Regions from separate parts of the Mus musculus genome. Here region 1 is linked to region 2. The links are chromatin contacts, called in public Hi-C maps. All regions are on one chromosome and are shown on one strand. The core of a region is the stretch at or near the end of the contact, and the rest is flanking DNA. Distances in the headings are between cores, read along the strand shown.

Region 1 (7,126 bases), core at 682-3,181, 92 kb before region 2:
ACACATACCACACACCCCATGCACATACATACCACACCCCATGCACACATACCACACTACATTGCATACCATATCATACACCAAATACACGTGTACCAAATACAAACACACCACACCACACACACATCATACCAGATCACACACACTGCACACACCCACCATACCACACACTATGCATATACACACCACATCATATTATACCATACACACACACACATCATACACACCACACCTCACACAAACACCAGCAACACTGCCATTGCCACTGCCACTGCCACTGCCACACACTACCACACCAAATTAAAAAGAAGAAAGAACTAACTCTACAATTCAAGGAAAGCTCAGGGTATCCAGCTCCCACTGAAATGAACAACACTGTGCTTCACTCCTCTGTAGCTGCTAAAAACCTCTGCAGTCCTAAGGCCCACGATTAAAGAACAACAGAGTTAAAAGTCAGTAATAGAGAAAGGAAATCTTTATATTGTTTCCCCTTTTATTTAGAAGAAAATTTCTTTTCCCAATAGCCCAGGGTCCTAAATGCCATCATTTCCACTACCAAGCCAGAAAAATAAGATAAATGGATGAATAACCTCGCCTGAGATGATACTGTCCTGGTAGAGGTAGGCATTCATTTATTAGCGGGAGAGGAAACATTTAGTTAAAAGGATTTAGCATTCAATAAATCCCAGCAATGTAAGTAAAATCACTAGGTCTTCTCAGCGTCCATAATGTGATTACAGGCAGGATTGGGGTCGGGCGTCTCAGGAAACCTGATTTACATGACTACTACAAACACTAGATAGATGCCAGTTAGTGAAACAGATCACTCCACTTACTTCCACATATCAACAGGCACTGCAAAGGTATATGAAGGGCTGGTGAGATGGCTCAGAGGTTAAGAGCACTGACTGAGTTCAAATCCCAGCAACCACATGGCAGCTCACAACCATCCGTAATGAGATCTGACGCCCTCTTCAGGTGTGTCTGAAGACAGCTACAGTATACTTACACATAACAATAAATCTTTTTAAAAAAAAGAAGATATAGCAAGGCCAATCAGAAAGAATGTGAGGTGCTCAGTCAACAAAGGTGCTTGCTGTCTAACCTGGCAAGTCGAGTTCAAATCCTAGGATCTACACGGTGAAAGAAGAAAACAGAGTGTCACAATCTGTCCTCTGACACACCAAAGCACACTGAGGCACATCAGCATGCCCAAATACACACATACATACTCACATGTAACAAAGTGAAAGTAAGGAAAGGAAATCAATTTGTTTTTGTCAGGAAAGAGAAATTTATTTCTGTAGTTTACACACAGGCACCCGCGCTTAGCAACTTCCCATCTAACAAGTCAAAATATACAATGCCAACTGGCCAAAGCCCAGCTGGTTCGTCTTAGCTCCTAGGCAGCGCTTTAAATCTGGGTACTGACTTGCTCTGTGAGGGGATGGGAAGCCTTCTTCAGAGCCTTTCCCACTGAGAACTCACACTCAGGACTGAAATGAAGCGTGAGAAGACACCCAAACACAGCCCACCACTGTGTTCACTGTCTCCAGTGCTAAAAGCATTCCCTCAGGGGGTTCTGTCACCTCCTCAGTGTGCCCTCCTCATGCCCTCCCTTGGTTTTGTTTTCCACTGATAGTGAATGGATACCCTCCTTCACTCTTTATATGTCTCCTCCTGGAGTTAGACACAATGTCCAAGCTTAAAAGAATGATTTAGAATAAAAACATGGCACACCAAACGAAAAGGAAGACGATAAGGAGGAGGAAGTGGGAGATAGAAGAATTGGGGAGAAGGAAGGCAAAGGCAGAGGGGGAAAGGAAAAGGAAGAGGAAAAAAGGCAAGATCTGTAGGCAAAACTCCTCCTTACAGTTCAAGATCTGAACTGAACTACAAGTGAAACCAGGGGCGAGTGGCCCTGCAGGCAAGCACAAGCATCTACATAAAACAAGCAAGCAGATTATCTTAGACTGCTTCCTACTACTGTGACAAGGACCACAACCATAAAGAACCAGGTGAGAATAGGGTGTATTTCAGCTTAAGGTCCATCATCAAGAGAAAGGAGAGTATAAACTCAGGGCGTGAACTGAAGCAGACTCCATGAAGCAGCAGTGATTCCTGGTTTACTCTCCTAGCTCGCTCAGCCTACTTTCTGATACAACCCAGGACCACCTGCCCAGGGGTGGCTCCTCCCACAGTAAGCTCAGCTCTCCCACATCAGCTATTAAGCAAGAAAATGTCCCACAGGGTTGCCCACAGGCAAATCTAAAGGTGCATTTTCTCAGTTGAGGCTGCCTACTCTCAAGATGATCCTGGCTGGTATCTATTTAACAAAAAGCTAGCCAGGGGCAGGTGTACACACACACACAACAAACAACAACAAAACAACAACAACAAGGTTAAGCACAGACCTGGTTTGTGGATTGGTGTATCTTTTCTGAAACACCATGTTCTTTTAAGACAGCAGCAATAAGATGACCTACAGCCTAAAAGAAGAACAACAAAAAATTAATGAAGATATCCACTTAGAAGTTCTTTCCAAAGAGTGCACTGAAAGGGAATCAACATCATATTCATTTTCATGTATAAGCAAGCCAAGTTGTCAACTGGTAAGATGAAAGTCCCTTTGTTGTGTGCCATGTAGAAAGCACTGAACGAGGCACTCAACATGTGTAACCCAAATCCTCAGAGCAATCTTCAAAGTAGGTCAAATATCCCAGCACTACACAAGCCATACTCTACCGAGGCCAACATCAACCTTCAGCTCAAATTCCTCTCACCTACTTTTAAAGATAATTTGGAATTACATAATCCATTAAAACATGAGACAGTCTTTAAAACCTTTGTATCTAAATCCAATCTGTCATGTTTCATGGTGACCTTTGTGAAAATGAAGAAAAATTCACCCTCACTTTTATGGATACAGCCTGTACAGACCTGAAGAATATCTCTCCCTTCCTCTACACTCTTCTCCCTCCTCTAGACCCTACTATTTTCATTTTTTCTAAAGTTCATTTGCATGTGCGGAGGTGTGTGTGAGTGTGTTTATGTGTGTATGTGTGTGTGTGTGTATGTGTATGTGTGTGTGTGTGTATGTGTATGTGTGAGTGTGTGTGAGTGTGTGTGTGTATGTGTGTGTGTGTGTATGTGTATGTGTGAGTGTGTGTGAGTGTGTGTGTGTATGTGTGAATGTGTGTGTGTGAGTGTGTGTATGTGTGTGTGAGTATAGGTGTGAGTATGTGTATGTGAGTGTGTGTGTGTATGTGTGAGTGTGTGTGTGTGTATGTGTGAGTGTGTGTGTGTGTGTATGTGTGTGTGAGTGTGTATGTGTGAGTATGTGTGTGTACATGTGAGTGTGTGTGTGTATGTGTATGTGTGTGTGTATGTGTGAGTGTGTGTGTGTGTGTGTGTGTGTGTGTGTGCATGTACACAGGTATGTGCTACTACCCACATGAGGAGGAGAGAAGACGACTTGGAGAAGTCACTTCTCATTTTCCACCATATGGGTCCAGAGATTCAAACTCAGGTCATCCTCAGGCTTAATGCAAACTGTCTTTACCCACTGAGCCATTTCATAGCCCTATATTAATTTATTTATCCCTTCCTAATAGGTTTTGGGTCTTAAGTTTTCAGTCTCTCAAATCTCTTAAAAATTTCCCACATTCTGCTTTAGTCAAAGAGCCCAAAATGAAAATCAAGCTCTAAGAGAGTTGATTACACAAATACATAAATGTCACCTCCTCTGCCTCAGTGTCAGGCCCTGTTCTTCAGGCCTAACCAGCACTGCTGACTGACAGGAAATTGGCTGGCAACAATGGTAACTATTCTGTATGCAGCTAGGGAAATTTCCACTACTACAACTGTATATCCTGAACTTGGGACCACTTACAATAGTGCTGAAAACAGCTGTCAGTTTTGGGAAATCTCTAGAAGAGCTCAAAGAACTACACCGCACCCGCTCCCCTCCTGCACATGTGCATGTGTTCAAATGTTCAAATGATTTAAGACCTCTATACCTGAATTTTGAGAAATAAATCACTCACTTACATAAATGCAAACTGCAGTTCAATTTGCTGTCTCTTATCTCCTAGCCAAAGGATAAGAAAACTGAGGAGCCATGAGTTTGAACCCTAAGTTTGTATTTCACAAACTATACTGTATGTGTCATTGAATATCTGGCCATCAGCTCAAAGGATGCAACATAACTCATCAGCAAAAAATAAACATGGCTGCCAATCAATCTACGATACACAGTGCTGCCTGTAATTTGAATTTTTGATTTTAGATTGATCATAGAACTCTTCTAGAGTCACTTAGAAAATAATGGACAAGCTCACAAGTGTACACGCACTACCCACTGTAGCTCAGCTGCTGTCAGCAGCTGCTCGATCATCTAATCACCAAAATGCAAAAGGGCTGAGTGCCAGTCAAGGGGATATGGTCCTGTCTCAAAGCAGTGGTTTTGAAAGAACAGTTGGTATATGACTCATGAGGACAGGGCACACTCATGAGAACCTAAGAACCAAGATGAAATGCAACAGAGACATATAAAAAAAGCTACTGTCCTCATTTAGAAAAAGGACTAAAAGAAAATACACTGCATGTTTCACATCTCCCCACTCAGAAGATTCAATTTCTCTGATCTTCTGTTTCATTCATCTTTTAAAACATCAGAGATACTAGCCTAAGGAGCCTACATGGTTCTGAGACACCCACACAGCTGACACATTATGCTACCTTGCTACTTCATTCCATAGCCAGACTGAAATATACAATAACCAAGACATATACACATTTTTCTTAAATTAACTGTAACACATGTCACCATTTCCTTTTTATTATGTTAATGAAGGTTATGTAGGTACAGAAGAATGGAGACTGTGAACAGCATCTTCCTCATCTTCTTCTTCAGGGGAAGGGCCTGTGTTGCACAGAGCAGGATATGACTTCAACTCAGTCAGGTAGAAGGGAATCTTGCATAAGGAGTGTTCTACTCCTCATGGAAGGGTTCCCCACTTCCCAGCTAAGTCAATTCCCACAGCAGGCATCTCCGAGGGCAACTGCTGAAGCATCCACGAGGCTTTCGGGGTTAAGTCTTCAGACTGGCTTTCACTGGCTGTTTAGCTTTACTCATAGGAAGAGATGTTAAGCTCTTATGGTACCAAGGTTTATTAGAATGTGCCTACTTAGCTAGCAGATAGAAACCACCACTGCTTTAACACTTGTCTTAATTATTGAAAAGCTCTGTAAATTAAATTATCCCGATTTCCCATCTCAGCAGGTACATATTACATTAATCCAGAATGCTTTAATTATTGAATATCATTATTCTGAAATCTAGTACTCTTAATAGCTGTAGAGAGGTAGAATATATCATTTTAAACATTAATCTTTGATACTCTGTGGAGATATATAAGAAACCATCTATCACTGTTCCCAATTATTAAACATATGCAAAAAGAATAACCACATTCAAAAATCTACTAATCAAGATTATTTCTAAGGGAAAAATATATGAAAACAACAAGAAGCTGAAATTGAACAAGTTTAAATATTAGTTTCTCTAATTGAAATATACTTACTAGTCATATAATGTTGCTTACTACAATAAGCCATGAGTAGAAGAAAATATTTCATGTGAAAATACAAAGTTCAATTTATGGTCCATCAAAAGTGTGCTTTTGTTACCATGAAGGAAAAATAAATAAAAATTACCTGAGACTGGATAAGAGAATTCGGAAAATCAAACCTTTTCTTGATGTCATCTGACATCTTTGCTTCTCTCACAGGTTTATGCACAGTTTCTGTAATCAAAACAAGAGATGTATTAACCATCTAATTGCCTTGGAGTTCAAACCAATTATTCCTCAAAGAGTATAAAAGTAATTTTAAAAGCCAACAATGGAAATAAAGCAGGAACCCCTGCAGATACTTCTTAGCATAACCTTTTCTGTTAACCACTTCAATGCTCAGAAAATATCATAGATAAACAAACTAAAAATGTCCAACAACTCCGTGTTTTCCTACACGTTAATCCTGAGACAGATGAATTCATATAGCAGAACCATTAAAAAGCAAATTATTTTAATTCCAAAGCTCAACCACCTACTTAAAATAAAAGTTAATCCTTTCTTGAATTAAAACGTACAAGAGAGGGCTCAAAAAGGAAGGGCTCAGTGGTTAAGAGCATATGCTTCCAATGCAAAAAAACTGAGGTTCAACTGCCAGCACCCACAGGACAGCTCACAACATCTGGGCACCTGCATGGCATGCACAGGGTACACATACACTCGGGCATTCCTGCATACATATGAGATAAAATATAAATAAGTCTTTTTTAAAAAGTCTTTTTTAAGGGGGAGTCAAACTGTGGCAAGATTGTTTAAGCTTACACCTCCTTTTGATACCAGCTTTGATCTCAGCAAGAATCCAACTGCAGCTGAACTACAGGAAGTTCAGCTGTGCCCTCAAATCCTGCACATCCAAACAAACTACTTGTCTGTTAAAAGAACAAACGAGGAATCAGCACCAGTGGTTTTTGTTTACACCAAACTCTCAGTCCTACTGTTCTCAAAAAGAGGAGGGGGACAGAGAAGAGGACACAGAATAAAAGGCCCACTTTACCCAACTCCCATGCAGACTTATCTCTGAATTTGAGGCCAACCTGGTCTACATACAGATCAAGTTCCAGGCCAGCCAGAAACCCTGTCTCAAAGAAAAAAGAAAAAAGAGGAGGAGGAGGAAGACACAGCTCAGAAATGACTCAAACACACTCCTTGTTTCTTGTTTGTTGCCATATGACTCATGAGAGGTTTCAGAACTCTGCCAGCAAGAAGCCCATCAAAACTACACAGTTAAATCCCTTAGTCTTAGATACTTCATTACAGTAATGCATCCTAGTTACTTCATGAAAAATAAACACACACACACACAGATGAACACTGTATTGAAGTTGCAGCATCTTCCACTACTTTCTTCACTTCTTCAAAGTTAAATTCCCTGAGAGTAATTTATGGCTCTTCGATTCAACATCTATGTCCAACTTTACTCCCTTGAATCTGACAATTCACAGCACAGACACAATTTGCTCTAAGATTGCAACTTTCTTGAATGTTCTTTTAAT
Region 2 (6,169 bases), core at 1,897-4,396:
TCTGTTCTAGTAGCTAATAGTTTTTTCATGGGCCTTCCCCTTCCCTGACAAACCCATATAGCCAAGGATGGACAGTGGCTAATTTTTGATGATTCGATTCGTTGAGTGTGTGTGTACCAACAACCTGACATAGTGAATGGGTAAAATTTACTTTAGAGTGTTTTATAACACCCTAATTACACCTGAAAAAGCTATTTTTTCCTTTTGTTCTGGCAGAAACACTTGAACTGCTCTGAAGTTCCAAACTAGCAAACTGCTGAGATGAGAAGGTTGGAGCCAGCTGTGGTCCTGTGAGGAGTTAGGCTCAGACACACAGGTCCTTTTCCAATCTCCATCACTGTTCTTATTTAACTTGATGTTAATCACTTTTGTGTTCATTAGAGTAACCCAATTTCATACTGTACTATACATCACAGTATGAATTTCAGTGGGATAATTTCTATTTGAATAAGGAAATGCTTTTATCATTGATGACTTTAATTATTCCTATTTTTTGCTACCTAGCATTGATGCCTGTCTTAAAATTTCTCTCCAGTACACTTTCATTGAGACAATGCCCCCATGCTGTCCAGGCTTCCTATGTAGCTGTGATTAGCTTTGAAACCTAGAGGCTCCTGCTTTAGCCTCCCAAGTGTGGTCCACCACTCTGTTTGTTTTGACTTACATTGTTATTATTTCAGAATAAATGGACAGGAAATGCATTTGCTCTCCCAATTTTATTGTTAACAGCGAACTTATTAAGACAGCTACAAATGGAAAGGCTGGTGTAAATTCCTTTGTTCAAAGTTGAACCTGGAGTATTCCGGGTTGTGCTTTCTTTTTCTTTTTCCTGGTAGAGAAGTCTTTTTGTTGTAAGGAGGGTCACATAAGGACGCTGGTGGAAGGGCTCTGTGCGCCATCTACTGGCATATTTTAAGTCTCCGAATTTGCAGACGGGGGAATTACTTTATATTGGGGAGGAGGGTTTAACGCATTTGAGAAAGGAAGGATGTTGGGGGAAGACGGTCAGATTCTACGATTTATTTGTGATTGCTGGAATAAATGAGAATCCAGCAAATATTACACGCACGCATGCACACACACACACTCACTAGCAAGCACATGGTCGAGGGGGTGGGGCAGGGAATCCCTCTTAATATACAAGTTCCAGTTCCTGGAGAGAAAACCAAGAGACCAACTCTGGAATCAGTGCAAACGCGGAATGGTCACCTTTCAGTTACTAAAAACATTCACATAATCTTCAGTTTTCAACTTCTTCATTCCAAAATAGTTCTCTGCAATTTGATTATTTGATAAACGGTGTAAGAATGCACAGTAGATAGTCATCCCTTGCTTATATCCCACACACAGCAGTTCTGTCTAACTTAGCGCTTACACAAACACACATGCATACAAGATGACATACTCTTACAGACTTGGTTGGGAAATATGTCCTTGGACTTCTGTTCAAGTTTCCCCACTTCTGGGCTGAATCCTGGAGGATGGGTGTACCAGTTTTAGGAGAATCACACTACTCGAGTTGGAAACGTGCTGCTTTGAACTTGGCTGGACCTGGTCCTGTCTAATCCCCATCATCTACTTTGTGAGCAGTGGGAAAAACTGAACGTGGTCATGGAGAACCTGGGACGCTCCAGGAAACCTCCTTCCCGTTATTCTCAAGTGTTCAATGCAAGGGCCGAGTTGTGCTTTCATGGTCTCCCGGCGAGAGGAAAAGAAGAAAGCAATAAAGTTGAGTCAGAAAGAGGAAGAGAGACAAAAAACACAGGGAGAAAAGAAGTTGGCAATCTGGAGAAAAAAAGATGGTGAACAAAAGATAAACTCTGGAAAACAGCCACCACCCCAAACCAGTTCAAAAAAGGAGTTAAGAGCCAGAGAGGTACAAGAACTTTAACGAAACAAAAGTCACACCCATCTTTCATTTTCGTATATCGTCTAGATCTTATCCGTTTCCTTTTTAAAGGTTGTCTGTGTTTCTAGAGGAAGCTAGTAACTCTTTTTTTTTTCTTTCTTCTTCTTCTTCTTCTTTTTTCGCTTCACGTATGGCTTGATATTCTACCCGTGGCCACTGAGACAAACTACAATCGGAGATGGAGCATTTGTAGAAGAGCAACTCTAGAACACTTCTGCGAGGGGTTGTCACCCGGGAGCCTAAATGGATTAATACCCAGAGATGGATTATGTTGGCTGTCACCAATATGCCTAAAGATTATAATCCAATTTATGCACATTATAGTCAGTATTAACTTTATCTATTTTAAGGTTCCCAGTAGTCTGGCGCGCCCTTAGAGAGAGGGCAGACCCTGATGCAACCCAGCAGGTTGTCAGCGAGGGGGAAGCCTCCTGAAGCAAACAACTGGGAAGCGGGTTCCCTAAGGCTCTGCGACGGGCACTCCCAGGTGTCCCGCCTCCACCTGGGCACGGTTCTCAGCCCGGGAACACCGAGGCGGGAGGCGTTTCCTAGGAAGGAAATGGCATTCTTGTTTCGCGTTCATTTCTTTTTTTCTTTTCTTTTTTTTTCTTTTTCTTTTTTAAAGTTTTCAGTGGCGACGGTGGGAGGGCGGGGTAGGTTGGTGGCTCGGAGTAGATAGGGAAAGGGATTTAAGGTTGCTGGGGGCTGTTCAGTCCCAGAGATTGCTATCAGGAGGCTTTTTTCCCCCTTCTTTTTTTTCTTTGGTAGCGTGGATTTCTCTTGCTCTCTGTTTAAATAAGTTTGTTTGGGTGTGCGTTCTTGCGATTTCAGCACAAACCCGCAAAAATCCATGGTGGAAAGTAAAAACAAGCCCGCTCCCCCTTCCCAAACGTGCTCACTACCGCCAAAGACTTGATTTAACAACCCCTTCTCCTGCGGCTGGGGGGCTCCAGGCAGTGGCCACATTCCAGCAGTTTTAATCCGTTTTTTATTGTAGGGAGAACGGAGTTTGCACAGGGGCCGGGATGGCTCCCCAGCTGGCCGCTCTCCCAGTGCCGGGCCCCCTCCCTCCATTTCCTCCCCCCTCCCCCATCAGGAACCTGTTACTTTAAGCGAGGCGTTCCAGTGTGGCGCTGCGGGCCGCCGGGGTTTCGGGGAGGCGGCCGCTGATTGGCTCTTTCGAGCTCCCCCTGGCTCGGTCGCTCGGCCTCCCCGCGCGCTCCGCCCCGCCCGCACGCCCTCCCTCCGCCCCTAGAGGCTCGAAGCCCGGGTGTCAGGCGCCACGGCGCATGCTCCGGACTCATCCTCTGGCCCCGGAGCTGCTGCTGCTGCTGCTGCTGCTGCTTTTGCTTTTGGGGCTGAGTTTAATAAGCGAGCGAGAGAGCGAGCACGGGGTGGGGTGGGGGCCAAGGCAGAGCATGTCCGCCATCTACCCTCAGCTCCCGGGCGCGCTCTCATTCATAGCAGCCTCTTCATGAATTACAGCTGAAGGGGGCGGGGGAGGGGGGGTACCACACAACACCCCGGCAAACCTCCGGGCCCCCAGGCATGGCTAGCTCGGTAAGTACATGCAAAAAAAATAATAAAAGCCCCCCTCCCTCTCCTCCTCCGCCCCGCGCCGCCGCAGCCCAGACAGCGCCAGCGCTCCGCGGTTCCAATTAGAGAAAGGTTGGTTTTGCTCGCGGGGAGCTGCCGCCTCTCCCTCCTCCCCACCCCCCCCCCCCCCGGCGCGCGCGCACACACTCGCACACTCGCCGCCACCGCCACCGCCACCCCCCCCCCCGCGCCTCCCGCCCGCCTCGCCTCTTTGCAATCGCAAGAAGCGCACTCACACTCCCTCTGGCTCACACACGCGCACACACACACTCACACCCGGTGGAAGGAGGCGAATAATAACTCAGCCATATTTCAGCCGCCGCCGCCGCCGGGAGCTGCGGGCACGGTCCGGGGACGCGGCGAGCAGCCTCTGCGGCCGCACCTCCGCCGAGCGCCGCGGCCGCCACGATGGTGCGTTCTCCGCGGCGCGCGCGTGAGCCCGAGTGTGCGGGCTGACAGCGGCGGGGCTGCTCGCAACTTTGCCCCAGCGGCCGGTGTGCGCGACCGGGGCTCCGCGGCGGTCCGCCAGTAGCCCTGCCTTTCTGCGTTTTGTGGCTTTCGCTGGGGGGGCGGGTGGGGGGAGGCTGGAGGGAGTTTGCGACCACTTTGGCTCTTGAAAGTGTGCAGCGTTGGCTCTGTTGGGCTGGCCTTGCTGGTCGTGGGGGGCTGTTCGCCGAGGGGTGCGGGGTGCTTTGAGTTGGGGATGCCTTGGCGTGTTTTCGTGCGGGCGTGAGTGAGTGTATGTGTGACGACGTTTCATTCTTGTGCACGAACCCCGTGGTAAGAAAGAACACGGGAGTTTGTGCCCATTAGCAGAGGCTGCCTGTAGTTTCCATTCCGCCTGGCACCGCGCTCCACACGCACGCACACATACACGTACACAAAGACTTCCTCGGCGTGTGCCTGTCGCCGCGGTACTTTCGGGGAGGGGGCTCGCTAGAAACCCCGGTCCCCTATCTCAGCCACCTCCCCTCCCACGCCGGGAAAGCGCCCCAGCATCCCCTCCTGATTGTCTCCTAATTTGTTACCGACGCGTTTGTTGTCGTGCTTGCCGTGGTGGTCGTGTTCTCCCCTTTCCCCGACCCCCTTCGCGACTAGGGGTAACATTCCGTTACAATCCCGGCCGCTGTGTAGCGGCGCCGGGGGCCCCTGCGGCCCGGCCCGGTGTATCTGGGGGTGTGGGGTGTGCGCGCCCACGCGCGTGAAACGTGGATGGAGAGGGCACTGCCGTTTCCTTTTATGTGCGTTTCAAGGAGGAGGGAAAAAAATGTCAGGCGCAATGTTGAGCAGCGAACGGTCGCCTTCCTGTTGTTCACGGCTGTCTCTCCTCCCCCTGCCCGCAGTGTGCCGTGCAGGTGAAGCTGGAGCTGGGGCACCGCGCCCAGGTGAGGAAGAAACCCACAGTGGAGGGCTTCACCCACGACTGGATGGTGTTCGTGCGCGGCCCGGAGCACAGTAACATTCAGCACTTTGTGGAGAAAGTCGTCTTCCACTTGCACGAAAGCTTCCCTAGGCCAAAAAGAGGTAGGGCTCGAATACAAAAGAGACTTGATAAAAAATGTCTTTGCTCCGGGAGGAAACAATCGCGGGGCCCCGGCGCTCCCCGGGCCGTTCCCCGCCCCCCGCGCCGCGCTTGCCGGGCTAGCCTGGGACCCGGGGGCGCGGCGCCGTGCTGGCCAGGTCTCTGCTGCCCGCGCGCGGGCGCGCGCGCGCGTGAGTGTTCGACTTGGGCTTAGGGAAAGTCAGCACAGAGAAAGGACCGTCAGGTGTCGCGTGTTTATTCCTCCCAGCCCTCTTGGGTTGCTGTAGGTCCTTTGGGGACCATGTAATTAGTTACTGGGTTTGGAGGTTTGGAGAGCAAAGCTGGAGGGAATAAACAGTTTGCACCTTTCCACACCCCCCCCCCCCCCTTTCCTGGAGAAATCGAGCTTTACCTGTGTTACTAGCCAAGAATGCATTGGAGGTAGTTATTGTTCCGTTTAGAGAAGTCGGTTCTCTAGGCAATTCTGGCCTCTGTGTTTGAGATACTAGGTGCCAGGTTGCTGTAGAGTGTCCCTTTGGGAGTTAGCCTCTACCTCACAGCCTGGATTTTACTAGTAGGGTGGTTTATCCCCTCAGTACCCCCACCTCCGTCCCCCGTGGGGGCATTTTACTGCTCTAGTAGATTTTGAATTACCTTCTGAACTGTCTTCTCATTGGGACCCACAAAGGGAGGGAGTTTCCGTTAAGGTTGAAAGCTAAGTTTCAGGCAAAGATGCTGTTTTGCCTATTTCTTTAGTTCTTCCTACACCTGGATCCTCAGCCATAAAGTCTGGCTTGCATACTCTTGCTGAGCTTCTCTGGTCCCAAGCACCTTCAATTAAACAGAGCAGGACAGTGTGGGGGGCGGGGGAGGGTGTCATTTAAAAAAGACGTTTGAAGAGGTTCTGAAAAACACTGGTTTTTATTTCCCCCTGCCTCTGGGAAGCTACTGTCTGGTTGTTTTAGTTGGATTACTGGAGGTAACAGTACAAATACAATAAGGTGCTTTGTTTGTGAGCAGCTTTATTTATCTAAGTCGACACAATGGTTAGTAGTTATCTTCCATTTGATCCGTAATCTTTATTGGCATCTAGAACTCCTGCAGTTTCTTAGAGTAACATCATAATAAATCCATTCTGCTTA

Evidence for each region. Hi-C and Micro-C count contacts between places; a contact is called where the count stands out from the background.
Region 1: a contact with region 2 is called in a Hi-C map of double positive thymocytes, with 3 times the contacts expected there. The contact joins the enhancer-like site here to the promoter of Mllt3 in region 2. A contact is called at or near these places in 2 of 39 promoter capture datasets (hippocampal neurons and liver), 1 of 15 datasets of contacts at CTCF or cohesin (the G1E-ER4 cell line), 4 of 484 Hi-C or Micro-C datasets (Th2 cells, double positive thymocytes, group 2 innate lymphoid cells and 1 more), 4 of 115 datasets of contacts at active chromatin or transcription factors (CD8 T cells, Th2 cells, effector CD8 T cells and 1 more) and 3 of 9 other capture datasets (adipose tissue, liver and pancreatic islet).

Annotation. Positions count from the first base shown.
Region 1 is chr4:88,119,951-88,127,076 of GRCm38.p6, reverse strand. Focad (focadhesin) reads right to left here. Exons shown (of 44, transcript NM_001081184.1): 2 at 5,719-5,807; 3 at 2,415-2,489. The coding sequence starts at 5,775. It overlaps Mir491 (microRNA 491), which reads right to left and starts at 5,037; the gene lies at 4,952-5,037. Within about 2 kb of position 1,931, at least 2 of the 459 cell types and tissues checked have an H3K27ac peak or open chromatin away from gene starts, as enhancers often do. A contact at or near this core is called in double positive thymocytes, where this site is marked.
Region 2 is chr4:88,030,384-88,036,552 of GRCm38.p6, reverse strand. It overlaps Mllt3 (myeloid/lymphoid or mixed-lineage leukemia; translocated to, 3), which reads left to right and starts at 3,146. Exons shown (of 11, transcript NM_027326.3): 1 at 3,146-3,469; 2 at 4,849-5,029. The coding sequence starts at 3,458.